Regions from separate parts of the Astyanax mexicanus genome. Here region 2 is linked to region 1. Evidence: chromatin contacts called from public Hi-C data. All regions are on one chromosome and are shown on one strand. Each heading gives the region's core, a stretch centred on a gene start, on an enhancer-like site or on the middle of the called end of the contact. The rest is flanking DNA. Distances are from core to core; before and after follow the strand shown.

Region 1 (2,700 bases), core at 79-2,578:
GTATAGCATCCAGGAACTTTTCGCACACTCTAACTCTTCTACTGCACATTTGGACACTCTACCCCATCTCGCATACTGCTTTTGCGAACTGTTCAGTATGGAAGTACACAATTTCGGATGCAGCCAATTACTTTTTTTCCCTTGAACTTGGGGCTGGGGTTAATGATGATGACGACTATATTTATTTAATTTTTTGATTGGGAAGGGTCTCTTCTCTCAGACGGCTCACAGACAAAGGTACGTTATCAAAGAATTTCCATAACTTTATTATATTCTTACTTGAAATGGAGTATAAACAACATATTTTATATTTTTTATTCTCCTATTAATATGTATATAGTTGTATTTAAAATATGATTTATTAATAAAATCGTACTAATAAATAATACAATTAATAAAATAATTAATTAATAATTTTGTTATTCCAATAATTTCTTTTTTTTTTTTGTATTTTGGTTTTAGGTTATTGTTTCAGTATCAGTATTAAGATATTTATGCAGGTATCGTATCAAAAGTTATAGCTTATTTTGGTACTGTGACAACACTGGGGGCTAGAAGCACTAAGATGACCATGGCAGTATTATTGGTCAGTAAAATATGTTACCTGGCTCTGTGCAGACCATTACTAAAGTACGTGTTGTTCTTCTCTGAACCTTGTGACAGGTCCTATATAACCAAAGGGTCCGGTTTCAAATATCACTGCCAACAAAATCCTCCCAACACACTTTCTTTATCTGGAATACAGCCCTTACTGACATCCTGCCAAGAACAAAATCCCTTACTGCAGCTAAGCTAGATAACCTAGATAACTAGGTTAACTAACTTTTGTCAACAACCCTGAGAAACACTGTACAAAAGTTGGGCTTTCAGCATCTTTTCTGAAGGTCGTGCAAGAAGAGGTTTCCTCTAATAAATAAGTAAAACTACAGTTTAAACCCACAGCAGCTGTGAAAACGTCACTTTATTTTTTGTTAGCCCAATTAATGCCATTATATAAGCTTATAAAGCTACACAGCTAGATTCGGTTAGCCAGAAGTACCGGAGGCTAGTTCCACTCACCGGCTCTCCTCCTCCTCCGCGGCTCTCCTGATGAAGGACGCGGGAAGACTCGCTCTCGGACTCCGCTCACTCCGCGCTGCTCATTCTCTACTGTCTGAGCTCTGTATGTTTTTGTGTACGCGTGTGTTTATACGTGTCTCAACGCAGCATTTGCACATAAACAGGCTCTGAAGGTGAAGCCATCCGCACAGGGGCCGATCCAGCTGTTGCTTTCTGAATAACCCCGCCCCCCGCTTGCAGCAGCGCTTTGTTTCATTGGACTACAATTCTGACGCACCGCACCAGACTTCCCGCTGCCGCTGGCTCTGTCCCAATCCGACACCAGCTGCCTCGATACTTCTCTAGCTCCTTATTTTGTTCCTTATTTAAGTTGAACCCCAGGCGACTCTTTTTTAACTAAATAACATAACACATAATGTAAGAAAGCTAGCGTTACCTACGATTACTACACTCTGTTAATTCATATTCAGACAAGCCTTCCTGTCCCAGAAGACTTTCTGAGTAGGCAACATGTGTTCCGTTTGAGACACAACCTAACAGTGTGGCTAAATGCCAAAATAAAAGTCCTCAAGTATTAAATATCATTATTATCGCAGGTAACTTTGCCACAAAATGTAGAATCCGTTCTCAAAAAACAAACAACATTTTCAGATAATTTCTCATATAATATATAAATAATGTAATAAAAAAGTGGAGGTATGGCGGCAACAATATACCCGAATGAATGTAAAAATGTATCACCACTAACCTCACATTCTAAAAGTAAAAATAAACGTTAAATATAAAAGGTTTTCTTTCACATTTTAGTCTTTTTCTGTTACACTTTGATAAAGTTGTTTAATTTTATGTTTTAACTGATGATGTATAACTGAAAAGAAGTACACAGAACCACGTTATGTCCATGAAAGACATGTACAGCATTTACTATATTTAAAGACAAAATACAAAGACACGACTTGAAGAACAAATATATAAAACGTTTTTACACTTTAAAACTGTAAATATGTATAATGTGTATTCTGAATATTAAACTGTTGTATATATTTAGCATAAAACTATTTATGTTCTTAATTTAAATTATAATGTACTTGTATTAATTATATAAATTGTTATTTTGTTTTATTTATCATTAAATCAATTTCCCTTTACAAATATATATGATGTGCTAAGTTATTAATTCTATTTAATGCAATTTACTCTCGGTAGGACATGACTGCTACATCAATATTTGACATTTACTGTTTACTGCATTCTTCAAACATATTAGTAATTAGAAAATAAATGAATAATAACAGAAATTTAACACATTTTGCTTTGACTTTATGATGCCTTTTTTAAGTCATCAACTACAACACTAACACTGAATTCACTCTTCATTACAGAAATAGTGCTCTTTAACATTTTGAAACTCACAGCCACCTTTCCAATTGTCCAAGGCCTCTCTGAATAGAAAGATATTTTTTGAATTTAAAACCAAATACAACACAATCTTGTGCATGTGAATAGAGTTTAGATCAGGCCCAAAAAAATTCAGCCCGAACCTGAACCTGTGCTTGTTCTGTTGAGAATGACTGTCTGAGCCTGATTTAACCCCCACATTTCTTTAGTATGTAGAGTGTTAAAATATTTTAACTACAATTA
Region 2 (2,700 bases), core at 22-2,521, 180 kb before region 1:
CTTTGTCCAAGTAAAAGATAAAATCTCGTCCAAATAGAAGTTAGCTATTAATTTATCTGAACTATGTCTGAACTATTTGTGGAATAGTACGTTTTTTGCAATAATTAATATGCTGCTGTATGAAAGGTTTGTTCTCAGATAAATGCTTCAGCACGAAGACTGCTGCTGGTGTAAAGATAAAACATGTTCATTATGAAGTGAAGAATGCTGTGTCGGCTGCTCTGGTGATTATATTCCTTCAGTCTGTTCATTGATAAGTGTAAATATTTTGACACCTTTGTTAAATGTATAAGAAAGGCCCTTTCACTGATAATTTGTCATTGTTTTAAATGTCAGTATATGCAGAGCAACATATTGTCCAGTTCTGAGCTTCAAGTTAAATTTCCAACTGTAATATGTGGCCCTGCCACATAAAAAAAAAAAACCCACTATAAATAAAAAATAAATAAAATAAATAAATAAATAAAATAAACACTTTAATAATAATAATAATAATAATAATAATAATAATAATAATAATAATAATAATAATGATGAAAAGAAGAAGAAGATTTTTAATATAATATGTAACACTTTCTTTGGGACAAGTTTAAGTACACCTCATCTATAACTGCCCACTATCATGTTACTACTTTACTGGCTGTTCATACTTTTCTCATTCTCATTCTCATTTTTGTTCATTCTGGCAAAGGGTCAGCAGGTGGAGCTGTAGTCAATCTTTTTTCACTTCTTTCAATTCCTCCTGTAGAAGGCAGCAAAGGAAATCCCTTGAAAAAATTTAATTATATCCCCAGAAGGCCTTTTATTTTGAAACACTGGTGGGCATGTCACAAATAAGCCCAAAGTTACCTGTGTAATACCTAACGTTACACTGATATTTATGTATATATACATGTTATATATAATCTCACTGCCTGCCTATGCATGTCTAATATATGTGCCATTATATTAGATATTAGATTTTCAAAGTTTTTTTGTGCTTTTATTTTGAAAAATCTTCGGGCGCGTTTAAAATATGCCCTTCTCCCTATATAGTAGACTCGATACATTCTTTAAAAGCTTTACCGTAGCTTCTATATCAAAACAATGTATTAATTGTTTTGTACGGAGTCGCGCAGCCTGTGAAAGAGAACATATGCTGTTATACTAGACAGAATTAATGCTAGATTTAAGTGTAGAGCTGTAATTTTGTGACATATGTAGTGCACTAGATAGGACAGACGAAGCAATTTGGGATGTATCCTCATCTCGCCATCACTCCGTTGGGGTCCATGACTGGTTGAGGTTCACTGGCGATAATAAGGAGAGAGGCGGCGACTGAAGACTGAACAGACCGGTCGGTCACTGCAGGTGGCGGCGTGGGGACGTTTTTGGACGTTCCCCGTGTTTTTTCACCCCGCAGACATGGCTGAATACAGCCAGGCGGGGATATTAACGGCGTTGCTGCTGTTTACCGTGGTGACGGTGCGGGATATTTACCTCGGCCGGAGCGCGGTGGAGCAGCAGCCCGAGCAGCAGCAGGCCGCGGCGGAAAGCTCGGGGCCGGGGGGCTTTCTCAACCCAGACCCGCTCACTCAGCGGCAGAGCAAGGCCAAGTTTTACACCGGCCCGCTCCTGAAGTTCCAGTACTGGTGAGGGAATTCACTGATTCAGGGCCTGTTCTATATTCGGTTAAATAGCCTGAGCTACCTTCGTTAGCTTAGCTTAGCTTAGCTAACGCCGTTAGCCTCTGCTCTGAGAATGAGTGCTGAGTTGAGGTGAGTAACCCAGATCCAGAAAGTAGAAATCCACCCCAGGGTTTTGTATCAACTCACTCGGCGGTTGAAGCTGCGGCTGAGCCGCCCAGGCAGTTGGTACAAAACCTTGGGGTGGATTTTTACTTTCTGGATCTCGTTTACTCATCTCCAGGGTGGTAGATACAGATCTGCTAGCCAAGCTAACTAGTTACCTAGCTAGTGAGCTAACAGTTATGTTCTCTAAAATGTCTTTAAAATATGTTATTTCATATTTAATGCACATATTAAACATTATCAACTCTCGCTCTCTCTGATGTTACAGTTTGTTGCTAATGACAATGTTGTTAATGTACTTTATTTTCAGTAAGGCGGTAGTTAGTGAGGCCAGGCTAGCAGTACATAGCATGACATTATACTGAGCCATAATCTTTTTCTAGGCTATTTTATTAATATCTGGAATTACATTACTTTTGTTCTAAAACAAATTAGTTATAGCTATCTGTGACTAAGATTTTTACTTGTAAAATGTAAATATGGTTAAGACGTATTGTTACTCCATTTAACAGAGATATATGATCCTGGTAATAAATTTCATAAAGCTGTTTTGCAGCATCAGTTTTTTTAAAAGCACTATATCAATTGGTACATTTAGTTTTATTTATTGACAAAATAACAACAAATTTCTTGGAAGACATATTTTATTTTATTATTGTTTACAGTTGTTCGAAACAAATGTACCAGTCTCTGTACGTTATAAATGTGTGTATCGGTGTCAGCATTGGCAGATACATTTTTATTTAATTATCTATAGGTGTATGTGAGTAAAATAAGCATTGTGGTTTTATTTCATACTACTGACAAAATTTCTCCCAAATTAAATCTCAAATAATGCAAAGAAAACAAGGTCATATTCATTTAGAAACAACAATACTTTTTATTTTATCTTTAAAATAAAAAGTTTTAT

What was found. A called contact is a pair of places that touch in the nucleus more often than the background predicts.
Region 2: a contact with region 1 is called in a Hi-C map of blood, with 2.8 times the contacts expected there. The contact joins the promoter of selenot2 here to the promoter of wfs1b in region 1. A contact is called at or near these places in 2 of 3 Hi-C or Micro-C datasets (blood and muscle).

Annotation. Positions count from the first base shown.
Region 1 is chr10:18,892,872-18,895,571 of AstMex3_surface, reverse strand. It overlaps wfs1b (Wolfram syndrome 1b (wolframin)), which reads right to left and starts at 1,328. Exons shown (of 8, transcript XM_022683592.2): 1 at 1,060-1,328.
Region 2 is chr10:19,073,463-19,076,162 of AstMex3_surface, reverse strand. selenot2 (selenoprotein T, 2) reads left to right here and starts at 1,271. Exons shown (of 7, transcript XR_007440935.1): 1 at 1,271-1,631.